6 separate regions of the Mus musculus genome follow, and all the other regions are linked to region 6. The links are chromatin contacts, called in public HiChIP or PLAC-seq and promoter capture Hi-C maps. All regions are on one chromosome and are shown on one strand. Each heading gives the region's core, a stretch centred on a gene start, on an enhancer-like site or on the middle of the called end of the contact. The rest is flanking DNA. Distances are from core to core; before and after follow the strand shown. Region 1 holds the start of Isyna1 (myo-inositol 1-phosphate synthase A1). Region 2 holds the start of Cilp2 (cartilage intermediate layer protein 2). Region 3 holds the start of Gdf15 (growth differentiation factor 15). Region 4 holds the start of Gmip (Gem-interacting protein). Region 5 holds the start of Gatad2a (GATA zinc finger domain containing 2A). Region 6 holds the start of Homer3 (homer scaffolding protein 3).

Region 1 (2,700 bases), core at 168-2,667, 310 kb after region 6:
AGACTGACACCCTTTTAAAAACAATAGACCCCAGCGAGAATTACCTGTCTCTTAGAGCTGTCAGTCCAGCTAGCATCTGAGGCCATGGAGGCCGAGCATGGCCACCATCAGCCCCTGGCTCCAAGCAGAAAGCACAGGCTGGGCATGCGTCAGAGGCAGCATGTTTGTTTTCAAAGGGAAAAGTCAAAGGCAGCCTGTGAGGGAGGGCTGGGGTCAGTAGGACTCCCTTGAGGCCTTGGCCAGACTTCTGACAGTTCTGAGGCAGCTGAGGGGGTGGAAGGAGAGTCAGGCACCCTGTGGGCCGCTGTGTACTCACTACCTAGGAACAGCTTGACCATGCTCTTCCATCGCCTTCCCAGAGCCCAGGGCTAACCCTTGTCCCCACGCACCTCCCAACCAGAGCAGTCTGCTACAGCGACCCCAACCCCACCCTGGTCAAGGATGTCCTCCCGGGAAGGGCCCTTTTGGGGACTCGGCCTTGCTCCCAGCCCCGAGCCCCTTGCAAAATGAATGTCCCAGTGCAGTCTTTCTGCCTCAACCTCCCAAATGCTGAGATGACCGATATTGGCCACCAGACAGTTTCATTACCTAAAAGAGATAAACAATCTGCCATTTCTACTGTGGCACACCACAAGAGGACAGAAAGTGGGCAGCAATCTAAAGCACAACCCATTTCCCCATGGTGCTCCTCAGCCCTTGCATCTGAGACCCTCCCCGGAGCTTTACTTTAGGGGGTGTAGCGGGTTCCGCCTGTAGTTCTCCCATGACAATCTCCCCTTCATACATCAAAACGATCCCCAACAGTCCCCTCCTCTGGGAACCCTGCCTGAGTCTCTTCACCGGGATGAGTTCAGTTGGGCTGGTTCGTGTTAGCAACGGCAAATAAAGTCTTGACACCCACAGAGCGGGCCCCCTCTTATTTTCGTGCAGACATTTCGGACAATCCACCTTTTTGGCACAGCTCCAGCTGTGGAAAGTTTCCGCTAGGAGGAGGCCACTTGTTTTGGAAAGTTCTGGGGGCACCTCCCCCGCCTGCCTGCCGAGTTCCCATGTTCCTTATCACTGTGCCTACCCAGGGGGAGGCCGCGTAGACCTGCCCATTCTGTCTCCTCCTCTGGGCAGGGCCATCAGGCCAGTGATCGCAGCTGGAGGACTGGGAGAGGGCGGGACAGACAGCCGAGCAGCTCTGAGACCCCCCCCCCCCCCAAAAAGCCCCTCGACCAGACATGCCCCACCTCCCTGTCGGTGGCCATCGCTCATTGGCTGCCTGGTGGTACAAGGGTGCGCAGCGAGGTAACGCGCAAGACGCTCGCGCCTGAGACTCCTTCCGGCTACCTGGGTTTAGAGCACCCAGAACCCTGGTCGCAAGTCACGCCCATCAGGGGCGTGGTCGAGGCGTGGCATCGGCGTTTTTCTTCGCTGCCCCAGAGCCCTCGGGCCCACGCTGTCCGCTGCCGCAGTCTGATCCAACTCTGGGCCGGTAAGTACGAACCTATCCTAGGCCGTAAGGTTGGCTCTCGGGTGGTGATTCCGCGCTCACTGGCTCTGGCCCACAGCTCGCCACGATGGAGCCCGCCGCCGAGATCCTCGTGGATAGCCCGGACGTGGTCTACAGCCCCGAAACCATCGAGGCGCGCTACGAGTACCGGACAACGCGCGTCAGCCGCGAGGGCGGCGTGCTGCGGGTGCGCGCGGGGCGCGGGCGGCGGAGGACACTGGGAACCCGAGGTCCCGCGACTCACTCCCAACTCTTCCTTAGGTGCAGCCCAGGGCTACGCGTTTCACCTTCCGCACCGCCCGGCAGGTGCCCCGACTCGGGGTCATGTTGGTCGGCTGGGGCGGGAACAACGGCTCCACGCTCACTGCTGCTGTTCTGGCCAATCGGCTGCGCCTAACCTGGCCCACGCGCACAGGTCGCAAGGTGGGGGCCGTGGCTACTAGGAGAATACGGGGTGGGGGTGTGGCGAGCAGAACTGGGGGAGGGGCGTGGCTTGTTGGACTAGCGCGTCTCAGCAAGCCGGACCCCTCAGCCCCTCAACACCCTGCTCTGCTTGCCGCACCCCCTCCCTTCCCAGGAGGCAAACTATTATGGATCGTTGACCCAGGCGGGCACCGTGAACTTGGGTCTGGATGAGAACGGCCGGGAGGTGTTTGTGCCCTTCAGTGCGCTGCTACCCATGGTGGCCCCCAACGACCTGGTGTTTGATGGTGGGCAAAGCCTCGGGACGGGATGGGGTTAAGTGTGGGAGGGCCCAGGGTACGGGATGGGTCCTGTGTTAAGGGTCCCCGCAACCCAGGCTGGGATATCTCGTCGCTGAACCTGGCCGAGGCCATGCGGCGCGCGCAGGTCCTGGACTGCGGTCTGCAGGAACAGCTGTGGCCCCACATGGAGAGCCTGCGTCCGCGGCCCTCAGTCTACATTCCTGAGTTCATCGCTGCCAACCAGACAGCACGTGCGGACAACCTCATCCCTGGCACACGTGCCCAACAGGTGGGGTCCTCGACCCACTCCCAGGCCTTACTGTCACCTGTTACATGGCCACATGGTCTCTCCCTTTGGCAATAATTCCTATACCCCGGGGCCCAAGCCTCCGGACAACTTAAGACAACCTCCACCTAATCTTCCTCCTTCCTTTCCCAGTTGGAGCAAATCCGAAAGGACATTAGAGATTTCCGATCCAGTGCGGGATTGGATAAGGT
Region 2 (2,700 bases), core at 56-2,555, 400 kb before region 6:
GGCGTGCACCCTTTCGCCCATTGCAGCTGGTAGCGCCCAGTCGGTGGTGCGCGCCTCCAGTGCCAGTGGTCTCGGGCACACCCGCGCGGGACCATAGTAGAATCGAATGGCGGCCAGGCTCTCGAAGTCGCCATCTCCTCCCGGGTGATCCACGTTGAACCACGACGTCCACTCGCTGGCCTCTGTGAGCATCGCACGCTGAGCCCGGGTCCCACCTCCCTAGTCTCTCCAGCTTGGAGCCTTGAGGCCCAAGGAGCTGTGATGTCCAAGGACTCCTCATTCTCCCTACCCTCCCCACTGACCCCACCAGGCCCAGATCACACAGGCGGGTTGCTGAGGTGACTCACCCTCCCAATCTTCCAGGGCTGGCGAGGGCTGGCCGGTATCTGGCGGCCGTCCCTGAAGACCCCTGGCGGTTGAAGTGTGCTCCTCGGTGGGGGTGGCATCTGTGGGAGTTCGAGGAGGCACAAGATAGGGACCACTGAGACCCCTCTTTTGGTGCAACAGGGGGAACATTGACTACCACATTTCACGGGATATAAAACTGAGGATCTGAGAGGCCAGCTCTAGCCCCGGGGACTGCAGCAGCACCCACTCCAGGAAGCCTTCCCATTACTAGCAGCGGACCCTGAAGCCCTGTCACTCCGCAGATCTGGCGACTCTATGTCCCACTACACCTCTAGGCTCAAATGTTCATCAAACACAAGTCGAGTGTATTAGGCTCTGCCTCTACCCGCAGACCGCTGCAGTCTCTTCCTGGAAGTCCCCTCCTGCCATATACTCTCCCGGGTCTTTCTAGGTGGGACGCAAGGTGCCAACAGGTAAGTCCTTGGTTTCTCTGGCCTTCCATCTTTCCGGGGTGGAATAGGAAGGCAGACAGGTTCAGACAAACCCCTTCTTCCTGGAGCCCCAGCCTTCTGAGAAATAGGACTGTCACCAGCCCCGCGGAGAGACAGCTACGACCCCTTGGCACAGATTTGGAAACCTGATGATTTACAATTCAAAGCCTTGGCCAAGTGGACCTTCCTGGGACGACGATGGAAGAGGTTTCTTTCACCGGCTCTCTGGGACGCTCATGAGGTGCTCCCCCGCCCGCTTCTGTGCCTGCGGCTGTCGTCCTGGTGTGTTTGTTTGTGTGTGTGTGTGTGTGTGTGTGTGTGTGTGTGTGTGTGTGTAGGGGGTGGTTCCCAAGGTATCTCACCTCGCGCTCCCGCTAGGTGTAAGGCGGCAAGGCAGAGATAGAGCAAGGGCAGAGGTGATGCCATCGCCAGGTCCGAACTGCTCTGCGAAGCTCTGAGATCTGACTGTGGCGGGCCTAGCCGCTGCTTGGACCTAAAAGGGCGGAACGGGCCACAAGCCACGCCCCCGCACACCAGACTGGGTCTTCTAAGCCTCCCGCGGTACCTCCGCCCTTAGACTGCCCTTGCCCGGTGTCCTGCGTTCCCCCCTCCTTCTCCAACTGGGTCCCGTGCTGTGTGCCTGGCTCCCTCTGGTCTGAAACTTGAAGCTGCTGGCGCCCTAGGATGCTGGACGTTCTCTATATTGTTAAACTTCGGTCCTAAGTACTGGAGGCCACCCCCCAGCAGGGGTCTGCTCTCCATTCTAAGAAACTCCACGGCGCAGCTCCTCCCCACAAACCCGGAGGGAAGTCTCCTCTCCACCCGCCCACCCCCTGGCCTGGTACACAAAAGAGGCAGGGGAGAGGTGGTGGAGATGTTTATTGGTGCGGTTCACAGTGAGGCCACGCAGTCGGTGCCAGTATATTTTGGCAGGTGCAGGCCAAACTTTCGGCGGACGTCATCAGGCACGAACCTGCCGGCTACAAAGTGGAGACGTCCGGAGAAGCGGCCGGCGCAGCTCTTGGGCGCTGCAAGGGACACCAGCACATCGGGCTGCACCGCGTCCTTTGCGTCTCCGCCAGCCTCCGCATCCCAGCCTGAGGGCGGAAGAGGGGGAGCTGAGGACCTCCGGCCCGGGACCAAGTCTGCTCTGCCTCCCTCCACGCACGCGGGTAGCGGTCAGACCTGCTAACCGCAAACCGCCTCCACCCTCCGACTACACCATTTCCACTGCTAGTCTGCCAAGACCCAGCCTCTGCCTTGAGCCGTGTCTCCTTCCGCAGAGGTTAGGAACCGCGCCTTGCTTAAATCAGACCTTCCTCACCCACCTCGGGTCTGACCTCAGCCTCTCTACCCCACCCTGTACTGTGACCCGAGACCCCCCTCCTTCTAAACTGTGCCCCCACATCCCTATCGTATTTGATTTCCCCCTCCGACCTGAGACATCTTGGTTCTCTGACCCACCTCGTGGTACTTTTGTTAGGACTCTGCCCTCTCCCCAAACCACCAGGAGTTTCGGTTCCACCCAGTCCACGAACCAGCAACCAGGACTTCTCTCCTGCCTCAGGCACTAACCAGAGCCACCGGCTCCTCTCTCTGATTAGAGGCTTCCAACTGCAGAATCCCTCACTTTTCCGGGACCACCTACTGTATCCCCCTAGGACTAGATATGCCTCGGCTTTGGTCGGGGATTGTCCTGGAGCAGTGTAGCTAGGGGACACCCCCACGCAGTCCCCACGAGAGGCTGAGCGCTGTTTGTCCTTAGCAGCTCTGGCCTGGCAGGCGTGGCCTCTGCCGAGTGAGCTCACAGGACTGGTGGTGGGTGGTGCCCGTGGAGCTGAGCACTCGGACCAAGGGGACA
Region 3 (2,700 bases), core at 80-2,579, 350 kb after region 6:
GCCACCACATCCAAGTGTAGCTTTGCAGATCTTTAGGGAGAGCTACAGTTCGCTTGGATTCACACAACCCTAGCGGATTTGTAAGGGGGCGTGACCCAAATCAGCCTGGGCCCGCCCTCAGCCCTGCTGGGTCCCAGAGCTGAGTCCAGTCCCCTGGATCCTCCTCCCTCCCATCCAAGCGACTGTCACTTGTTACTGTAGCAGTCTCTTTACAAGCGATTGCGTCAGATTTCCGATCCAGTTCCCGCAGGTTCTTTCCGTTTGGCTCCCAACCTGGCTCCTGTCCCTCCCTCTTCCCTCCAGGACCCTCTAACCTTCCCCCATGTCCTCCCCAACTCGAGTGCTGTGCATCTCCAGGAGCGACCTTGACCTCTCTGGACATCATTTGTCCAGCTCCGGTCTAGGGACGGTCATCCGTCCTACTCTGGCTGAGCCCGCTGCTGGCAGCTCCAGAGGTCACAGCAGGGGAAACTGAGTCTCGGAAGCTGGGCTGGGCTCGTGGACTTGAGTGTGTTGGTTGGAGCTTGGAGAGGGTGTTCCTGAAGTGGGTCCCTGGTTGCTACTCACCCTCTGGACTGAGTATCCGGACAGCTGGGTCAGGACTTGGTTCTGAGTTCGAGTCCTCTCGGCTCTGGTTGGCATGCAGCCGGCTCAGCAGGTCCTGGAAGCGACCCCGTAGCTCGTCGGCGTTGAGTTGGGACTCAGGGCCGGAGGGTCGCTGTTCAGGCATTGCCAGGGCGTCCCCCTGCGATGGCCATGACAGCAGCAGCAGCAACAGCAGCAGGAACAGCAGGAACCTCAGTTGAGAGCCGCCTGGAGGCTGGGCCTGGAGCGCGGGCGGGGCCATGTCGCTTGTGTCCTGAGTGTGTCTTTGAGTTAAGCCCTCTGCAGCTGCCTTTATACCCACTGGACTCTGTCCGCTCCGCCCCCGTGTGCGATGCCAACTCGGGTGACCAGGCTAATTCGGGCGGGAATCCCAGGGCTCCGCAGGGGGAGGGGGTGGGAGGGAGGGAAACCGCCGGGCTGGGACCTGAGTGAGGGCTGATCGTCCCCACAGAACATGTGATGGAGTCCAGACTGAAGTTCAAGTGGCTTCTTCCTTCCTCTTGGGACCAGGACTCTCTCCCTCTCTCTTTCCTCCTCTCTCCCTCCCTCCTCCCTCCACCCCCATCAAAGGTGAAGCCAAGGAAAACCTAGAAAAGGCAAGTTCAGGCAAGTCACCCCTATGCCTCAGTGTCCCAGGAGTAGACATTACAGCCGTGCCCAAATGGGCTGGGACATAAGGACAAATCAGGGACTGCACCTCTTCGGTGTCCTCTGTGGGACTCCTACCAATCCTTCAAAACCCTGTACGAACAGTTGTCGCTTCAGGAACCAGATTTACCTTTCAGGATGACTGGATGCTCACACGTGCCCTGCCCTGTGCCTGCCTCAGTATCCCCAGACCAGGGGTTCCTCTTGGGAATGGAGGGAAGAGGAAATCTGCTGCGGGCCTCCTTCCAAACAGGAGGCGGCAGGTGGCTGGAGGGGGTGGGCAGTTCGTCTCAGGCTCAGATAGAAGATGGAGGAGGAGGATGAAGGTGCCAGGAGCCCCATCCACGGTCAGCCTGGGCCCTGAAAGGGTAGTGGCTGTAGTTAGGGCCTCTGGGGAAGACAGGAGTGAGCAAGGAGGGGCACCAGGTGTCATCAAGGGCTCCTGCTGGGGTCCCTCCCAGTATTTACATACTGCTGGGTGGCCTCTGACCTGTGGGGTCACTCCAGGTTAATGACTGACTAGGGTTACTCCATGTCCCCCTGTGAAGACAAGGTAGGTGCATGGTAAGTCTTCACCCGCCATCTCCTTTGTCCAAGACCAGGATGACCCCCAGAACCCTCCCCAAACTGATTCCAGACCACTCCTCCTCAGATCCAAGCCCCACCCCTGATGCACTGCCCAGAACTACCTGTTTGCTCCAGGACCCTTTGCCTACGGGGGTGACTCTTAAAGATCAATGTGGAGAGAGGTGGCACCGCCCTTGGGATCGCAGCTGTGGGCAGTTTTGAGGTATCTGCACTCTGTGAGGAGGCACAGCATGGTGGCCACCTGGCCGGTGAGAGTGGGGTTCTGGGATTATGTTCATCTCTGACCGTTTTCCCCCAAATTTAAGTCTCAGAGTTGGATTCTCTGCCCTGGGCGAGCTGCTGATCTCCGAATCATATCCCAGAGGATAATACTGCAGTCTTCTGGTCCCAGGCCAGCCATTGAGCCTCAGTTTCTCTTTCTGTGAAAGGCTGCTGTGGTCTACATCGTCAGGGTAGGGGTACAGCGGGGGCCGGGGGTGCACGCTACAAATTGAGGGACTATCCCGCGGTCCCATGTGACCTTGGACAAGTTTCTCAGCCTCTCTGCGCTGCAGAGCAAAGGCCAAGGATCAGGATACAGCTGTCTTGCTGCGTGAGATGAGAGGTTGAGACAGGACCATCATGGGTCACAGGTGGGGAAACTGAGGCTGGGGACGGCCCAAAGTCTCTTGGGATGCAGATGGCTTCGTAGATATGGAGCTCGGGAGTGGGCCGAGCAGCTGCCCACTCCCACACGGGGAGCCCTGTGCGGTCTGGATGCTGGGACAGGCCTCGATGTTCTCAGCACTTCTGTACCCCACCTAACCCCACAGGCCGCAGACAGATGCAACCTCAGCCAGCCCAGGTTGCCTCTCTGGC
Region 4 (2,700 bases), core at 140-2,639, 470 kb before region 6:
TCAACAGCCAGTTTGGCCTTGTGGACATCCCTGTAGAGGTGAGTGGTTCTGAGCAGTGGCCCTGGCCCAGCCTGGCCCAGCTCAGCCACAGACCCAGCTCAGCCTGCTTCCTTCTTGACAGTTCAAGCTGGTCATCGGCCAGGTCCTGGCCCTGGACTTCTGCCTGGCACTCCTGGCTGACCGTGTCCTACAGTTCTTTTTGGGGACTCCGAAGCTGAGAGTGCCTTCCTGAGAAGATGGTGCTGGTATCCACTGCCTACCCTGGCTGCCACTGAACAGGAAAACCGCCGCTGCCCCAGGAGGGAGCACTGCTCCCATCTCCACAGTGAGGCAGCCCTGCCTTGCTCTTGGAAGACTGAGTTGGGACCCTTGTGGGCATCCGCTGGCCGGGCTAGTAGAAGAGTCCTGGCTAGCACCTTTGGTAAATAAATCGGCGTCTGCAATTTTATAAAGCTTGCTGCCACTTATATCTGTGCCACACAGGGCCCCCTGGGAATTGGAGGGGCCAGGTGGTCACTCAAGGGCCTAGGATTACCACAGGCCCAGAGGAGAGAGACACCCTCTGCGGGCGTTCCTGGACCTAGGACCTCAGGTTTTCTAGTGTCGTGCACATCCTCTCTCTTGTCAGGCGCACTGTCACTGGCCACCGTGGATAGCCTCCTTACATGCATGGAGGTCACAGTGCAAGGTGTTTGTGGCCTTGCCTGCCCTAAAACCACTGACTGCTTTGAAAGGGAGCCGACCACCTCAGGAGCCTCACCCACTTAGACAGTGGTTTGCACTTTTACTTGAAGATTTATTCTCTCTTCATGCTGAACCAGAAAAGAAGACATCAGATCTCATTATAGATGGTTGTGAGTCACCATGTGGTTGTTAGGGATTGAACTCAGGACCTCTGGAAAAACAGACAGTGCTCTTAACTGCTGAGCCATCTCTCCAGCCCTGGTGTGCATCATTAATCTCAGCAGGCAGAGGCAGGGGATCTCTGAGTTGGAGGCTAATCAGTCCCACACACCAAATAAACCAAGCCAGGCCACATAGTGAGACACTTGTCTCCAAAACAACAAAACAAACAAAATAAGCCTGCCCTGGAGATTTGGGGTTTATTGCAGTCCTTCATTGCAGTTCTTCACAGGAGTGCCCTGGATCTAAAAGCCTAGGCGGGGAGTTAAATCTAGTCGCTGGGTGTGGAATGTTCTGGGGCAGACATCCCCGGCTTGCTGGAAGAGTGCTACAGGGACTTAGGGTGCTACAGAAATCTACAGAAGGGACCCCTGGCTCGCTGGGGCTCCTCTACTGGGGTAAACTCTGGAAGCTAGTCAAATGCGATGGCGACTTCCGGGAGGGGCGTGGTCGTCTCGAGGCGTGGCATAGCTGGGGCGGGGCGACACCACTGGGTCGGCAGAGGCAGGAAATCGGGCTGGTCCCGGGCGGCGCGCAGCCCTGTCCCTTTCTCAGCATTGCCGCGCGTTCCCCACCCCACCCCCTGCCCCCGGGCATCGCCATGGACTCAGCGGAGACAGGTACGGGGTGGGGACCGAAGGGGGGGGGCCTCCCACCACCGCTCCTCAGTTCCTAAACCAGAAAACCCAACTTACCCCTGAGCTATCTGACAGCCGGGAAAGGAGTACTGACAGGGGAAGGAACGAGGGGATCCCCGAGCACCTTGGAGACCCCTGAAGCGCACAGTGCTCACGACGCCAGCCTTCAGCCCTCGGATTGCCCGCCAGAGCGGGCACCCCGGATGCCTGGGGGAAGGGGCCCAGGAAGGGGAAGTGGCCGCTTCTGCTTCTGATCGTAGGATGGATGGGGGCAGGGTGTCATGGCCAATATTCCTGCAGGTAGCCCCGAGGCATCAGGCTAGGGGGCGGCGGCAGAATTGTGGCTAGAACTGGGTTATGTTTCCGGCTGTCTTTGTGTATCGAGTGTCATTCAGTCCTGTCCCTCGTGGTTTCAGCGGTACTCGCGTGTGTTTATACCGCAGGCTAAGTGCCTGTGTGTCCCACGTGCTTTTCCATCTGTCTGGCCTGGGGTCCATGTGGCTCCATTGTCAAGCCAGCCCTCTACTCCAGCATTCATATGGCAGCTGCATCTGTTTCCTTCCTTTGCTTATGGGTCCTCCCATGCATGGTGTCCCTGTGGCTGTGAGCAAACGCTTCTCTGAGATTTTACCTGGATCCATCTGTGGAATCAGAAATGACCCCACCGAAGCGCTCTCTCTCTCTCTCTCTCTCTCTCTCTCTCTCTCTCTCTCTCTCTCTCTCTCTCTCTCTCTCTCTCTCTCTCTCTCTCTCTCTCTCTCTCTCTCTCTCTCTGTCCCCCTCCCTCCCCCCTCCTTCTCTCCCCTCTCCGCCCGCCCCCCTTCCCACCTCTGCTTGAGAGTGGTTGTTGAGGTACATTCGGATTGCTTTGCCACTACTAATGGGTGGAGAGAGACACTGGTTGGCTCATGTTTTCTTACACTTCCCTCCCCCAGAGCTAACCCCAGCTCCTGAGGGCAGGAAGAGATACAGTGACATCTTCCAGAGCCTGGACAACCTCGAGATATCATTGGGGAACGTGTGAGTCTGAGCCTGTGTCACCACATTGGGCAGAGCTCCCTAATTATTTGGGTATCATGCTGCCCCACATCCAGACACCCTGACTTCCAACCTCCTGAGCCTAAGACAGGAGCCCCCCCCTCCAAACAACTGGGCCCTC
Region 5 (2,700 bases), core at 115-2,614, 310 kb before region 6:
GTTGTAACCACCGTAACCACCGAATGGTAGGATGAGAAGAACAAGAGGGAGACTCAGGCTCAGTATACAGATTACATCCACAACAGGTATCTATCGCTTTGTGAATGGACACACACATTAACAGGGACGTGGGAGTGCTGCATACTCCAAGAAGATAAAAAGAAGTTAATGCTGTCAAGAAAATGTAAGGCTCAGGAGACTCACCAGGACTTTGTCCTAAAGAATCCAAAGCCACAAGATAAGAGTGAACTACCTGAAGTGAGTCAGGTAGGTAGAACTTGCAGCCTCTGCTAAAACTGCAGGGGCGGGAAGGAAAAACAAAACATTCTGCCATACAGGTCTTAATGAGGGGTCCCCATTCATTTCAGGGTTCCGGAGAGCGCAGTCCGGCTGCGGCTGAGGCCTGCCCAGAAGCCTTTCCTTGTTGAAGTGATCAATTCCGATTCTTGGCATTAATCCCTTTAAAAGGCCAGCTGCTGCTGTCTAGTCACTGATGCCAACCCGTTCCAGGTGGAAGAAAAAAGAAATTATTGGAGCCACATCGTACACCCGGAGGCAAATTTAAAGTGGAGGGCCATGAGGAAAACAGGAACCAAGAGAGGGGGAAGGGTCCCATGGCTCCCCAGGGTCAAGCAGGAAGGGCGCGAGCCCAAGCAGGACGGTGGGGGGGGGGGGGGACCGGCCCTGCAGGCGTGGGCGCGCAGGGACTCTTATTCTGACACGGGATCCTCCGCCGCCTCCGCCGCCGCCGTCGCCGCCGAATTTAACGCCGCCGCCGGGCTCGGACCCCCGACCCTCCCGTGGACTCTCACCCCACGCCACTCGTCCACGTGCTGTGTGCCCGCCGCCCCCCTTGGGGCGGCCTCCCAGCCTGAAAAGCTCAGGAGGGAGTGAGGCGACTCGGCCACTTCCCGGCTCCGGGGACCAGGGACCCCAGCCCCACGTGCGAGGGCGGTGGGGAACTTTCCAGCGGCGCAGGCGAAGCGAACCGCAGCGCAGCAAACCGAATACGACCGCGCTCCCACTTTCCCGCGCCCCCGCCCCGCCTTGCCAAGTTTGCTAGGAACTTACCCGGCCGCGCGCCGACCGGGCCCAGGGGCAGCGCGCGTGTCCACAGGGCTGGGGGCGGGGGGCGCCGGCCGCGCGTGCTCGCTGCGCCTGAGGGGCCGCCCGGGCCCGCGGCGCTCGCTCCGCCGCTCCGCCCGCCCGCGCCGCCGGCCAGATAATGCGCCCCTCGGCCGCACACATGGAGCCCGGCGCCGGCGTCACCGCCCGGGACATGCGCACCAGGTCAGCGCGCCCGGCCCGCGGCCCCCAAAACACCGGGGAGCTCTTAAAGGCGACGCCACCCGCCCGCACCCGGATGGGCGGGGTCGGGAAGGGAGGGGCTCCCTGTGGGCGTGGTCTTATGTGGGCGTGGTTCCCTGGAGGCGAGGCTGGGCGGGCCTACCCGGAAGCACCGCCCTCCCAGCCCCAAAGACTGGCGACGCTGCGCTAAGCGACTGGGTTTCCCACTTGGGCTGCTAAGCGCCCCTCAGCCATGGCCAGCTTAGTGCACAGAGCTCGGCCGCGCCCAGGGCTGACTCACGCTGACCTCGCCCGAGCCCTGCACGGCCACCTCTTGTAACTCTGAGACGCGCCCGGGGCCTCGCAAAGCTTCCTCTCAGGAACTTCGGTGTTGACCTCCAGTGAGAAGGTGCGATCGGCTGAGCGGTCACCCCTCTCCCCCGGACCGCAGACAGTTCAACCTACCCACCAAGCCAATCCACCTGCAGAGAACGAGGTGGACGGCTGTCTCCTTCCAGTAATCCACATCTAGCCTGTGCCTCTGGAGAAGAAGGAATCCCCAAGAAAACAAACCTGCGCCCAACCCTCTCTGGTAACACCAAGGAGACAATAATAGCCAGAAAGGAAGCAAGTTTGGGGAGATTATGAAGCATCTGAAGCCAATTTACAATTTCAACAGGGAAAAGTACAAAGTTCATAGAAAACCTATTCCAGGACAGCGACATGGCTCAGTGGTTTAAAGAGGCTTGCCACCAAACATAATGACCTGAGTTCCATCCGCACAAGTTGTCCTCAGACACAAACACACGCTCATAAATAAAATATGTTAATTTAAAAAACACATCTGGAGTCATGGCTCAGCAATTAAAGGTACTGGCTGCTCTTGCAGAAGACCCAAGCACCCACATGGTGGCTTACAACCTACCATAACTCCGGTTCTAGGGTATTTATGCCTTCTGTCCTCATCATACAGAAACACGTCATAAAGAAATCTTATGAAGACAAAGCCCAGGGCTAAAGAGTTAGCTCAGTGGTTAAGGGCACTTCTTGTTGTGGAAGACCTGGGTTCTATTCCCAGCACCCACATGGAGGCTCTCCTCCTCAGGCAACAAGTACACATGTGGTACACAGATGCACATGCAGGCAAAACACTCATGACACATCAGTTTCTTTTAATATATATATATATAAGGGTTGGAGAGATGGCTCAGTGGTTAAGAGCACCAACTGCTCTTCTGGAGGTCCTGAGTTCAAATCCCAGCAATCACATGGTGGCTCACAACTATCTGTAATGAGATGCCCTCTTCTGGTATGTCTAAAGACAGCTACAGTGTACTCACATATAATAAATAAATCTTTAAAAAAAGAAAAAGAAAGAAAAGGAAATGAAATAAAGAAAATGAAGCCTCAAGG
Region 6 (2,700 bases), core at 159-2,658:
TCTAGTTTGGGCTGTCAGAGGCAGGGAACAGAACCACACAGCCTGGAAGGTCAAGGAGTGACAAACATCCTTGGAAAGGAGCACATTCCTGGGAGGGCGAGGGAGAGAAACTCGCCTGGCCTGAGAATATCTTCACTGAAAGTTAGCCACCTGCTCAGATCCCAGCAGACACCAGAGGGCTTGAGAAGAGAAAAAAATATATATCTGACATAAGAAATGCAAAGCTGAGAACCACAGACTCTGATTCGGACACAGCCATTTGTCCCCAGAACACGGAAACCCTTGCAGAAATTTCTAGAAAAGTGCAGCAAGGGATTTGCCACAGGGCTAGGGACCCACTGGCAGATAGGTGATCCCCTGAAGGATCCTCGGCGGGCTGCTGTGGCTGTGGACAGAGGCAGGACTCAGCCTACAGAGCTGCAGGGAGTTTGTCCATTTCATTGGAAGACAACACTAAGAGGACACTTGGATCCTAAGACTCTGTAACAATAACCTAGTTACTCCCAGAATTTATTTTTGAAAGTCAGGGTCTCACTATGTGGCCCTAGATGGCTTAGAACTCACTATATAGACCAATCTAGCCTAGAATTCACAGAGATTTGCCTGCTTGTTCTTTTCGTGGGAATTAGGATGGAGCCCAGGGCACCACAGACGCTTGACGAGGGCGTTACACACTGATTTGCAGTCCCACCCCCACCTTCGTTTTGGGGAGCTGGGCTCAAGCTGTCTTCATGCTTCAGTTGCTGAGGGTCCAGGAACTTTTTCTTTTCGAAGAAGCCACATGAAGACTCAGGGCCACCCTTGGTAGGAGGCAGGAAAGCGAAGGGTCGTTGTCCACCCATTTTCCGTGTTTCTCCCTATCTCTGGGTCACCAGATCACACTCCAGGACTTCTGCCTCTGTCTTCACACCCTGGCCCGCTACCACCCATCTAACACCCACACTTTTGTCTTCTCAGCCTTCAGCCCATCAGTCCAATGCTCTGCCCCAAGGCCGATCCAGACAGACCCTCCTCTTCCACCCCTCTCCCCACCCCGCTGTCTTTGTCCGCAGTCACCTTCTGTCTCTCTCCGCTGCCCTCCTGGATCCCTCCCCTCTGTCCAGTACTCTGCCTGATCCTAGGCCCCTGCCCTTAATCCCTCTGATCCCAGCCCCAGACTTTATGGGCCCCTCCCCCTCCTTCAAAAGCCACGCCCTCCCCACTTCCTTCAGTTGCCTCCCACTGGGTCCCCCCTTCAGAAGTTCCTCCTCTTGACCTCCTGGTGCCCTCCCCTTCCTCTGCCCTTTCACCCCGCCCAACTCCCCCCTCCATGTCCGCCCTCCTCTTCTTCCCTCTCGGGGTCCCCTCCCTCTTCCCCGCCCTCCGTAGCTGGCCAGCAGGGGGCGCTGGGCAGAGGCGGGGCGGCGCGGGGACTGGCCGCGATGGGACCGGAGGCGGCGCAGACAAAGGCGCGGGCGGCGCGGGGCGCGCGGAGGGCGCGGGCCGGAGGCTGCAGCGACGACGACGCGGGGTGAGCCAGACAGGGGGACCCCAGCTTCCGAGGCACAATCAGGGAGTCGGGGGCGCAGGAAACGCAGACGGTTTCCAAAGTTGCGGACTGTGAGGCGGGGCCCAGGAGCTGCGGGGTGCAGGCTGAGGGGTTGGGATCCTGGGGTGCCGGCTAGGGGGCCGGCTCAGGTGCTGGCTGGGGCGCGGGGCGCGTCTTCACCGGGTTCCTCAGCCGAGGTCCGGGTGTTGGGGACGCCGCATCGCGAGGCTCCGCCACTTAGAAGTTGCGGGTCAGCGGCTCCCGTAGTTGCCCTCACGAGCTGCCCTGGAGGGAGTGGGAACCGGTGCCAAATGGGAAGCCGGCGTGGGGCTCCTGGCAGGGTCCCCGCCGCGCGCGATCGCGGTTCTCCGCCCCGCGCCTCTGCTCCAAGGCGCGTGACTACTCAGTGAGTAACTTTTCCTGATGGTGGCAAGTCCAGGCAGGAGTGGTCCGACCGGAAGGGCCTGGGTTCGGGGACCCCTTTCCCCCAATCTCCGCCAGTTCCATTAGCGTCTCTGACTGGACAACCCCCCTACCCTCCCTCTGTATGGGAACTTAGGTTTCGCAGCTTCCCAAGACAGCTTGGAGGGGCCCTGACCTCAGACCCCGGGTCTTGACCTCCCGCACCCGCAGGACCCTCCTTCTCCTCCAATCTCCTTAGTTGAAATTTGGGGGACTTAGGAGAATGACAGGTGCAAGCGTTCATAGGAGGCTGGGGAGCTCCGTTCTCCCGGTCCTGTTCCCTGTTCACATGGTGGGGACTAGGATGAACCGCTGTGTGCAATGCGTGCTTGTGTGTGTGTGTGTGCCTGTGCGTTGAGACATGGTCCCACTCTGTAGCCCAGGTTGGCTTCAAAGTCTCCTCATTCTCCCCAGTGCTGGTGCCACCATACCAGGCTTTCATTTTTTCCTTTTAAGTAAGCTCCCTGGAGACTCAGACACAGAGTTATCTGGGCTAAGTGGTCCTTTCTCTCTCTCTCCTCTCTCTCTCTCTCTCTCTCTCTCTCTCTCTCTCTCTCTCTCTCTCTCTCTCTCTCTCTCTCTCTCTCTCTCTCTCTCTCTCTCTCCTCTCTCTCTCTCTCCCTCCCTCCCTCCCTCCCTCCCTCCCTTCCTTCCTAGAGTTATTTATTTTATTTATACAAGTACACTGTAGCTGTCTTCAGACACATCAG

What was found. HiChIP or PLAC-seq counts read pairs in DNA pulled down with a chosen protein or histone mark. Capture Hi-C pulls out chosen DNA fragments and counts their contacts.
Region 1: a contact with region 6 is called in an H3K4me3 HiChIP or PLAC-seq map of neural tube, with 4 times the contacts expected there. The contact joins the promoter of Isyna1 here to the promoter of Homer3 in region 6. A contact is called at or near these places in 5 of 39 promoter capture datasets (the HPC-7 cell line, cranial neural crest, frontonasal cranial neural crest and 2 more), 2 of 484 Hi-C or Micro-C datasets (embryonic stem cells and uterus), 15 of 115 datasets of contacts at active chromatin or transcription factors (the NIH/3T3 cell line, T-cell acute lymphoblastic leukemia, bone marrow-derived macrophages and 8 more) and 4 of 9 other capture datasets (adipose tissue, embryonic stem cells, liver and 1 more).
Region 2: a promoter capture Hi-C map of adipose tissue shows a contact between it and region 6, with 5 times the contacts expected there. The contact joins the promoter of Cilp2 here to the promoter of Homer3 in region 6. A contact is called at or near these places in 4 of 39 promoter capture datasets (the 3T3-L1 cell line, embryonic stem cells, hippocampal neurons and 1 more), 1 of 484 Hi-C or Micro-C datasets (embryonic stem cells), 3 of 115 datasets of contacts at active chromatin or transcription factors (bone marrow-derived macrophages, large pre-B cells and memory CD8 T cells) and 2 of 9 other capture datasets (adipose tissue and liver).
Region 3: an HNF4G HiChIP or PLAC-seq map of pancreatic cancer cells shows a contact between it and region 6. The contact joins the promoter of Gdf15 here to the promoter of Homer3 in region 6. A contact is called at or near these places in 3 of 39 promoter capture datasets (the HPC-7 cell line, cranial neural crest and frontonasal cranial neural crest), 1 of 484 Hi-C or Micro-C datasets (embryonic stem cells), 3 of 115 datasets of contacts at active chromatin or transcription factors (embryonic stem cells and pancreatic cancer cells) and 1 of 9 other capture datasets (pancreatic islet).
Region 4: a contact with region 6 is called in a promoter capture Hi-C map of pancreatic islet. The contact joins the promoter of Gmip here to the promoter of Homer3 in region 6. A contact is called at or near these places in 3 of 39 promoter capture datasets (embryonic stem cells, liver and pre-B cells), 2 of 484 Hi-C or Micro-C datasets (CD8 T cells and embryonic stem cells), 3 of 115 datasets of contacts at active chromatin or transcription factors (embryonic stem cells, memory CD8 T cells and stem cell-derived neural progenitor cells) and 4 of 9 other capture datasets (adipose tissue, embryonic stem cells, liver and 1 more).
Region 5: a contact with region 6 is called in an HNF4G HiChIP or PLAC-seq map of pancreatic cancer cells. The contact joins the promoter of Gatad2a here to the promoter of Homer3 in region 6. A contact is called at or near these places in 2 of 39 promoter capture datasets (cranial neural crest and embryonic stem cells), 2 of 115 datasets of contacts at active chromatin or transcription factors (embryonic stem cells and pancreatic cancer cells) and 3 of 9 other capture datasets (adipose tissue, liver and pancreatic islet).

Annotation. Positions count from the first base shown.
Region 1 is chr8:70,593,064-70,595,763 of GRCm38.p6, forward strand. Isyna1 (myo-inositol 1-phosphate synthase A1) reads left to right here and starts at 1,418. Exons shown (of 11, transcript NM_023627.1): 1 at 1,418-1,480; 2 at 1,557-1,685; 3 at 1,760-1,921; 4 at 2,076-2,208; 5 at 2,298-2,491; 6 at 2,642-2,700. The coding sequence starts at 1,566.
Region 2 is chr8:69,886,087-69,888,786 of GRCm38.p6, forward strand. It overlaps Cilp2 (cartilage intermediate layer protein 2), which reads right to left and starts at 1,306. Exons shown (of 8, transcript NM_026818.2): 1 at 1,202-1,306; 2 at 348-446; 3 at 1-182. The coding sequence starts at 1,265. It overlaps Yjefn3 (YjeF N-terminal domain containing 3), which reads right to left. Exons shown (of 6, transcript NM_001353930.2): 6 at 1,702-1,936. The coding sequence ends at 1,731. Gm33746 (a long non-coding RNA gene) reads left to right here. Exons shown (of 3, transcript XR_379069.4): 1 at 1-184; 2 at 508-821; 3 at 908-2,298.
Region 3 is chr8:70,630,766-70,633,465 of GRCm38.p6, forward strand. It overlaps Gdf15 (growth differentiation factor 15), which reads right to left and starts at 1,330. Exons shown (of 2, transcript NM_011819.3): 1 at 568-1,330. The coding sequence starts at 847. It overlaps Gm34154 (a long non-coding RNA gene), which reads left to right and starts at 1,798. Exons shown (of 2, transcript XR_870495.2): 1 at 1,798-2,090.
Region 4 is chr8:69,807,298-69,809,997 of GRCm38.p6, forward strand. Gmip (Gem-interacting protein) reads left to right here and starts at 1,390. Exons shown (of 21, transcript NM_198101.1): 1 at 1,390-1,523; 2 at 2,477-2,561. The coding sequence starts at 1,505. Atp13a1 (ATPase type 13A1) reads left to right here. Exons shown (of 26, transcript NM_133224.2): 25 at 1-38; 26 at 122-452. The coding sequence ends at 232.
Region 5 is chr8:69,973,019-69,975,718 of GRCm38.p6, forward strand. It overlaps Gatad2a (GATA zinc finger domain containing 2A), which reads right to left and starts at 1,365. Exons shown (of 13, transcript NM_001113346.1): 1 at 1,072-1,365.
Region 6 is chr8:70,281,591-70,284,290 of GRCm38.p6, forward strand. It overlaps Homer3 (homer scaffolding protein 3), which reads left to right and starts at 1,409. Exons shown (of 10, transcript NM_001146153.1): 1 at 1,409-1,510.